3 separate regions of the Sus scrofa genome follow, and all the other regions are linked to region 2. A link is a contact called in public Hi-C and promoter capture Hi-C data. All regions are on one chromosome and are shown on one strand. Each heading gives the region's core, a stretch centred on a gene start, on an enhancer-like site or on the middle of the called end of the contact. The rest is flanking DNA. Distances are from core to core; before and after follow the strand shown.

Region 1 (2,894 bases), core at 394-2,893, 190 kb after region 2:
GCTGTGGTTTCCCTAGTCACGTTGCTTCAGAAGTTGGGGGTCAGAGGTCTGTTGCCATTTGGAGTCCAGGTGTCTTTTTTGCATATTCAGTCTCATCAAAGAAGGAACCACGTGGGAGTGAACTAATTAGACAGGGTATAAGGAAAGTGATGTGCTTTGCCTGACCTTCACATTTGGTGCACTTTGGATCTAAGGCTTGGTCTCTTACATTTGAGGGGCTAGGTCTGTGATTTATCAATTTTCCCTCGAATAATTAGACTGTGAGAAACTACCTACTAATCTAAATTCATACCTACTCAACTCATCTAAGAGAGATTTGTGATGGAAAGAACATGTATGTATGAAAGTGGTAGGCATATCTTAGTCAACAATTGGACATTCCCTTTGTAGACAGTAAGTTTGTTCAGAAATAGACATGAAATACTACAAAAAAGTAAATAAAACATTCCCTGTGACTATATAAGTAAACATTAGAATCAGAATCACCTGGGGAACTTTTAAGACTGCCATGGTCCTGGTCTTATCAGCAGATACAGAGATGCTAATGTAACTGATGGGTGTGGGGTCCTGGTTCTACTCTTATTATTATTTTTTAAAGATTCCCTTGTGATTTTAGGGTGTGGTAGTATTGAGAGCCACTGGTTGTAAAATGAAAAAGCAAATCCATATTTCTCTCCCTTTACACACACACACACACACACACACACACACACACACACACACACACACACACACACAAACACACGTTTGACTGCATTGTGATTGCTGCTATCCTACCAAGAATTTCACCTGCACTCTTTCATTAAATTATCATCAGTATCCTTTGAGGTAGTTCTTACTCAAAGAACTACCTCATCAAAGGTAAGGAAAGAACTACTTTTTCAAAGATAAGGAAAGTGACACTCATAGTAATTAAATAATTCGCCTATAGAAATTACATAATCTATCTAAAGTCACTCAGCTTTAGGTACAGGAATCTTTGTTTACAGAGACAAAAATCTGACTTAAAGCCTTTATTTATTCCACTTAGTATAAATATTCAGACATTTCTTTGTGTTTGATTGCTGGGTGCTGAGAATGTTACTGTAATATACAGCGTATTTATCTGTATATATTCATCTGTAGAATTCCTTTCTAAAATATTAAATTCCAAACTCTATCTGGCCTCAGATTTTCAGATAAAGGATTATGAAGCAGGGTTAAGAACAGAAGCAGATTTAATCAAATCCAGAGGAATCCCTCTTAACTTCTAGGCTATACTGGTATCATGTGATCTTTTTATTAAGCTATGTTAATGTAATAAATTTCCTTCTTCATTCTAGGAACCTGTTTATCCAAAGAACTCAAACCAGTCACTAATATTGATAGGACTATAATTTCTGATCTAGAACAGATCTTAGTAACTTGCCAAACCAATTATCAATGGATACTTGATTCTGTTCCATCTTCTCAGGAATGGAAACCTATCCTAGAACCTTTCCCAGAATCAATACCAAACTCTCAAATTTGTCTTTTATATACTTTATTTTTTTCCTTAGAAGACCAGTTGCATTTGTGGAACTTGGCTTTTAAAGCCTGTTCCTATTCTCTGTGAGCCATTTAAGACAATGACAGTAGTTTCATCTGACTAATTTTTAACTTCTCCTAGCCTGAGTCATGTTGTTTCAGGCTGAAAGTCCTGAGCTCATTTAGAGTGAATGTTTGCTCACCCAAAGTGCGGGAATGGATTTATTTTTATTTTATTTTTTCAACTCTTTATATCCTTGAGACTGCATTTACCTCTATAGCAACTAATTTCAATTGTATTAATCCGTAACCAAGATTTTTTACAAAGATGCTTTTAATTAGTAACATGAAGTTTGAGGAGCAAAAAAAAAAAAAAAAAAAAGGGTAGCAGGAATAGGGTGAAATTGTTCCCAGACCTTGTGCAAATTAGAATTGAAGTATTTTGTATAATACAAAGGGAGGCCCGCCTAAAACAATTTTTATATTACAGATTAAATTTTGCACTGTGTCTGGCTCAACTGATTTTTCATTTAGAAGGACTGTTTATCCTGTACATAATAAAGTATATAAAAACATTCAATTTGGAAGTTAATTGAGAGATGCAAAATAACACCCAGCTAAGATCTGTTATGACTCTAACATTGTAGGATTAAGCCTCTGAATCCCATACATCTCCTTTCTTAGAATATTAATTGCTTTTTTTGTCCATGGCTCTCTGTTCTAATTTCTAATACGATGGATGATTTAAAGGGCTCCTTCCTCGTCTGTACTCAGGAAGCCTGCTCCATTGGTCTAGTAGTTCAATTGCTTTTTAATCGATCCTTCTAAAGAGCCAGTATGCTAGCAGAATGACAAAGTGTCTCTCAGAGCCTGCACACCTGTCTGAGAAGTTAAATCAGTTCTTCCCTTGCTCCGAAGAGAATGGATAATAGGAAAAGCCTTCGTCCTGGAGAGGAGGTCTAGGTAATAATCCCTTACCTCATCTATTCTGTTCAGTCTCTTTCATGAAGGGTTGTAGTGAGGACAAATGAGAAAATATGTGTGAAATGCTTGACAGAGTGTTAGTCAGCCCTCAGTAAATGGTGGCTATAGAGCAGCAGAGGTGGCTAGAGTCGTGGTAGTGACAGGGTTTTGAGCAGTTAGTACTTCTTGAGTCAGTGAGAATCAATGAGTCTTTGGGGTAAGAAAGTTACCTGGCTGTAAATGAACTGTTAATCACCTACGTGTGCTTTGCAAAAGATGTCTAAGAAGGACTGGCTTTCTGGTGAACAAAGTAAACAACTAACTCAAACACAATTTTTAAAATATAAATTTATATTTTGTATTAAAACATTAAAGTAGAATTATGTTAGGCCTTGTAACATGGACTTTGCATTTGGGAATCGTTT
Region 2 (2,829 bases), core at 261-2,760:
GAAATGGTGTTAAAGTGCTTTAATACACTACTACAGGGGGCTTAAGAATTTAAGATCTTCAAGGAAATCTTTGTACCTGATGCATCAGCTCCTTTCTGAAGGAGGCCTGTGTGGCCGGGAGAGGCCTAATCCAAGACCCTTCTGTTTTTTCTATGAGACGGCCTGTGTGCACCTGTCAGAGGTGAAGCTGGTCCGCATTGCTAATCCCTAGCTCTCTCGGCCTCCCTTAATTCCTGCTCCATATTTCAAGCGGTATTTGGAAATTGCCACCTGTTCCTGCTGCTTACCCTTTTCATGCCTTCACGCGATCGAATGAACTCCCGTCGCAGGCTTAGCAAGGCAGGGCAGCCCAATAGCCAGACTAGGGGGTTTAGGGCCTTTAGGAGGTAGTCTCATTAGGTTGCCTTTATCCCTAGATGGAGAATTTGTCCTTCCACTCCTCTGCAGTATTAGGTCCTTCTCTAGTTGTCCTCAGCCCGGGCCCTGAAGCTGTGATTTGCCAGGTGAGTGTTACCTGGGAGTGGGGCAGCTGCCACAACTGGCACTCAGCCATTTCAGAGGCTCTAGCCTCTGGCACTCCTGGGCAAATAAACTGTGCCGCCTGGGCCAGAGTCAAAAGTGGTGCTTTAAAATGCAAATACAAACTCCTCCTACGTTTGTTGTCAAATCACTTCTCCATGATTCCCAGGCAGGCTGCGGATTCTGCGCCTGGGAGAAGGGCTTGGGGAACATTCCTCGCCTGTGCAAAAATAACCCCCGAACACGCAAGCCAAGTGATCCGCAGGGGCCTTTGCAGCCTGTGGATACCCGCCGGGTGGCAGCTGTCCCCTGGGAGCCCGGCGGGCCGGCTGTACTCCCCCTCTGCACGCCTGGTGGCGAGAGCAAGCCGGCACCGACTTTGGGAGTTCCTTTCTGCCTTGTATGGAGGGCTGCTCTGGGCCCGTCTCCGCCCGACTGCTCTGACGCCCAGCCCTCCAGCTGCCCACCCCCAGCCACCTCCCTCTGACTTGCCGGGAGAAGCCAGACGGAGCCTCTCTCAGCCACAAGTCTCTCCGCCTGCTATCCCCCTTTCCTGCAGCCACCCCCACCCCCTCCCCGGTGCCGTCACCCCTTCTCCGCCCCCGCCTCCTCCCCCGCCTTCTCCACGGCTATCGGGAGAATAAATCAGGGAGGAAACGGGGAGGGAGCGAGAGCGCGCGAGCGCTGGCGGGCTCGCCCAGGTCTGTTTCCAAAGTCGCCCTTGATGGCGGCGGAGGCCAGGCAGCCGCGGTGGGGAACAGCCGACGCACGCTAGCGGGTCCGCCCGCCACCATCCCTTCCCCTGCGCGGGGCTTGGCCCCTGCTTCTCCCCCTCCTCCCCTCCACGTGAGCCCGCGCCCAGGCTCCCGGCTGCCGGCTCCGGCCCAGGCGTGCCAGCCCTCAGACGTCTGTGGTCCGGGCGGACCGTGCTCCTTCTCCTCCTTCGGCGGTTTCTAGCACTGGTTCTTCCCCTGGCTGGGGAGGGAGGCTAGATTGATCTTCGATCGCGAAGATGGCTGCTGGCTGCCTGCTGGCCTTGACTCTGACACTTTTCCAATCTTTGCTGATCGGTCCCTCATCGCAGGAGCCGTTCCCGTCGGCCGTCACGTAAGTCGCCGGCCCCGAACCAGGCAGGGCGGGGAGTGCTGGCTGAGGGGTGCTGTGGAAGCAGGGTGCGGGTTCGTTTCTGGAGTTTTGGGGCTTTTCTGCTCGTGGGGGTGGGGAGTGAGTTAGGCTTGGATCCCAGAGGCCAAGCGGGAGGTGCGCCTGGTTCGCCGCTGGAATGCGCACGGAACTGGGCGTCTTGGGGAGCCTCGGCTGGGCCAGGTTGTCCAGGAAAATATCTACCGACGCCTCAAGGCTCCTCAGCCCATTTCTAAAAGGATTTCTTGGTTAAAGAGTTTAGCTGTACTGTGGGAAAAAGTTTCCAGCCACATACCCACTCTTATCAAACCCAGTCCAATAAAAAGTTGTGTTTTGATTGGGTATTTTGCAAATAGGTAATTGCAGCCTTGCCAAGGGAGCGTGGACTTCTGCACTTGGCCTCTGGCTTGCTCTCTAATTGCTATGGTATCCAAACTCCTTTGGATCCCAAATTACTGGGCGTGCTTGACAGCCTTTCTGATCAGAAGCGTGCTTGCTCCTCGACAGAGATGCTGTCCACCCCAGGGGCTCGCAGGTGCTGGGACCCTGCCATCCAACTTCCTTCACCCTCTCTTTGAAACATCTAAGTGCCAACAGACACGCGGGTCCTGTTCTTAGAATGAATAGAACCAATTCTTTGGGGGAGGGACTGAGCATTTCTAGAGTCTCCTGCAATTTTCTCTTATTTTTAACATTTCTAAAATAGCTTTAAAAAAAGAGAAAAAACCTCACTGCTGTTCTGAAAATAGAGTGTTTAAAGGTAGCTAAAGAGTCACATGGCAGGAAGGGAATGAAAAATAATAATTCTCTTCTAGGCTGGGAAAAGAATCAGTGGCACATAAAATATATATGTACATATATTTTTTAAATGCGCTGACTAGTCTATCAGGCATTCTGGGAAAGCATGTATTTTGATTCTTGAAGCTACTTTAAAGCTTTTAAGAGTAGGTAATTGTAAATGGGTGAGTCACTTTAATGCATTTTACATAACAAAAACAAAGCCCAAGGTAGCATTCCCGTATTTTTGCTTTTGGGAATTATTTGCTGTCCTTTGTTGGCTGAGTGCTGAATGCTGGAATTTTGGGTGGTACTAACCTTACATCTTTACCAGTTGAAACCCCGCAGCTATTATTTAAGATCAGCTTAGTACTTACTACATTGGGTGTC
Region 3 (2,709 bases), core at 31-2,530, 170 kb after region 2:
TTTTGTTTTTTTTCTTTTCCTTTTGATGTAATATCCCAAAAATATAAATTAAATCTGTCCTATTTTGTCATTTTGTATCTCTGTTTCTGTATTGATTTTTTTTTTCCTAGAAGATTTGTCCGTTGATGTGAGTGGGGTGTTACATTCTACTATATTCATTTTCCATAATCATGACCCATGGTGACAGCTTGGAAACTGAAATAGGCCAGTGTAATATCACCAGACTACCTTTGCTTGGCCTGCTTAGCATGTTGAAATTGTTAGCTTGGTTGCAGTATAAGCTTTGTAGTGCCTATTCCTTATTCCTAGGTCTTTTCACATGCTTACATTACCTCCCAGTTTCATTTCTCTGAAATAGGAATAATTGGGTTTCTTCTAATTAGATATTGAAGTCTTGGAGCCTCTCTCACTTTCTTAATTTCATATATTTCAAATTGTTATTTGTAGAATATTTATCTTCTTATGTTTTAAGATGACTAAATAATTTATGCTGCTAAAACATCACCAACTTAATTTATCCTAAGAAAATCTTAAAACTTGATGGAAATAATCATAGAGGCTATCTCTTTATAGTTAAAAAAAATGATTTTGTCATCCTGGTGTCATCAGATCAAGTATACCTTGTGTTTCCATTACAAAGCACCAGCAAATTAACTATACATGGTTAGATGTGTTTCAGGGCAGAGATAAATAGCTTGTGAGAAGACTTGGCCCTTCCATTGAGTAACACACTTGAATTGTCTGGAAAAAGTTTGGTATGATTTACCTCCAAATTAGTTACTGAAATGTTACTCCTCTACTTCAGATCCCTATTTTAAAATCCCCACGAGATATAAAAGAGGGGAAAGCAGGCTAATAGGGTTGGCAGTCCTAAAACATTTCCTTGTGCTTTGCACAGCACATTGTAGATTTCCCTTCTTTTCAAAGCTGATGAGTTGCATTGAAAAGCCATGGTTCAAGGGAACTGGAAGAAGACCCTAGCAGTGGGAGCCTTCCCTGTGCCCTGTGGGTACTTATGAGGGTGCAAGTGTGTGTTTGTGGGCCAGGGGTGAGATTTCTATATTGATAGAGAGAATTAAGAGAATTAAACCAAAAGTGCTCCAGAATCCTACTTCACTTTCCCCCTGCCCATTGTGTCTGTATCTCAAGCCAAAGATGGTTTGCCCTTTCCGTAAAGATCAAAACCTGTTTGAATGTTACCCAAAGTATGTTTAAAACACTTTTTGTAAAACAACTGGCAGTTGTTGGAGCTTGTACAGATATCTCAACCTTGTGTCAGCTGATCAAAGAATAAAGTCCTTGCTAACAAAAACACACACATACACACTCACTCATACACACACAAACCCATACAGATCAGACAAGGCTTAAAGAACAGACTTTGTGTCAACAATACTGACAAGTTATTGAGGAAGTAAAATGCTTCACTTGAAGTGCCAAGAAAGTTCTATAATGTTTCTTGGATATTTTGCTATCAAATAATAAGATTGCTTAATTAAAAATGACACGTTTATGGTACCAGATGTTTGTTTATTGACCTGCAAATATATTCACATTCTACTATCATGTGAGCAAGAACAGGTTCACAAGTATATTTTTAACATGATAAAATATTTATAAATTAAACATATATATTAATATTTCCACATGAATAAAATATGAAAGTATATATAGGTGTTAGATATACCTTAGGATATTAACTGAGTGGGTTGTAGAGTATTTGCTTTTTTTTTTTTTTTTTTTTTTTTTTTTCTTCCTGGCTTCACCTGTGTCATTTGGAAGTTCCTGGGCTAGGTGTCGAATCAGACCTGCAGCTGCCAGCTTATACCACAGCCCGAGCAATGTGGGATCCGAGCCATGTCTGTTACCTATACCACAGCTCACAGCAATACCAGATCCTTAACCCACTGAGCAAGGCCAGGGATCAAACCTGCATCTCATGGATTCTAGTCAGGTTCATAATCCACTGCCACAATAGGAACTCCTATTGGCTCATTTTGCTTATTGATAGTTTCTAATTTTTTCTACATTGAGCATGAATCACTTAAAAAATAAGTATTTGTGGTGTTTTTGAAAACAAAATGATTGATCAGGGCTCTCGTATGCAGAGGCTTAGGGCAATTAGGGGATATTACTACTGTGACAGCCTCAAGTGAGTTTACTCTGAGTTCAGAGGTGCCAGTAAGCACAGATAAGATATAATTGACCTTTAATGAGCTGAGGCCACAAAATTATACACATGTATAAGTATAGAATACATATATAATGGTGTGTAACATGCTTATAAACTACAAACTACCATATAAAAGATATTTAAATATAAATCTATAGCTTATGCTGTGCCAGAAGGTATAGTTATCAGGACTTGTGTAACTAATCATGAATATGTATTTTATTCTGTAATGTTGTTAGTTTTTCCTTCATGAAAATAGACACTTTAGCAGATTTTCTTTAAAGTGAACTTTAACTAAAGGGTTTCTAAACCCTGTGTGTGTGAGGTGTGTATTATGTGTGCATAAAGAATTTGCAACATTTTGACTTACTCAGTGTTTTAAGAAAGCTTGGCTTTCTTATGTATTTTGGTGTTCCATTTTATTTATAAAACAGGTATCTTCAACAATTTTACTGTGTATTGTATTTAGTTATTCCATTATTAGTGTTTTCTTCCATCTTGGGAAACACCAAAATGAAGACTAGCATGGATAGGAA

The links. Promoter capture Hi-C pulls out the DNA fragments that hold promoters and counts their contacts. A called contact is a pair of places that touch in the nucleus more often than the background predicts.
Region 1: a promoter capture Hi-C map of liver shows a contact between it and region 2, with 3 times the contacts expected there. The contact joins the enhancer-like site here to the promoter of CACNA2D1 in region 2. A contact is called at or near these places in 3 of 5 promoter capture datasets (fetal liver, fetal skeletal muscle and liver), 6 of 47 Hi-C or Micro-C datasets (embryonic fibroblasts, heart right ventricle, liver and 1 more) and 1 of 2 datasets of contacts at active chromatin or transcription factors (skeletal muscle).
Region 3: a Hi-C map of liver shows a contact between it and region 2, with 2.2 times the contacts expected there. The contact joins the enhancer-like site here to the promoter of CACNA2D1 in region 2. A contact is called at or near these places in 2 of 5 promoter capture datasets (fetal skeletal muscle and liver) and 5 of 47 Hi-C or Micro-C datasets (epiblast stem cells, liver and skeletal muscle).

The regions. Positions count from the first base shown.
Region 1 is chr9:97,967,733-97,970,626 of Sscrofa11.1, forward strand. All of the region lies in intron 3 of CACNA2D1 (calcium voltage-gated channel auxiliary subunit alpha2delta 1), which reads left to right. Among named protein-coding and RNA genes, the nearest start is that of CACNA2D1, 190 kb to the left of the region's middle. Within about 2 kb of position 1,644, at least 7 of the 83 cell types and tissues checked have an H3K27ac peak or open chromatin away from gene starts, as enhancers often do. A contact at or near this core is called in liver, where this site is marked.
Region 2 is chr9:97,780,063-97,782,891 of Sscrofa11.1, forward strand. It overlaps CACNA2D1 (calcium voltage-gated channel auxiliary subunit alpha2delta 1), which reads left to right and starts at 1,511. Exons shown (of 39, transcript NM_214183.1): 1 at 1,511-1,626. The coding sequence starts at 1,532.
Region 3 is chr9:97,945,306-97,948,014 of Sscrofa11.1, forward strand. All of the region lies in intron 3 of CACNA2D1 (calcium voltage-gated channel auxiliary subunit alpha2delta 1), which reads left to right. Among named protein-coding and RNA genes, the nearest start is that of CACNA2D1, 170 kb to the left of the region's middle. Within about 2 kb of position 1,281, at least 1 of the 83 cell types and tissues checked has an H3K27ac peak or open chromatin away from gene starts, as enhancers often do. A contact at or near this core is called in liver, where this site is marked.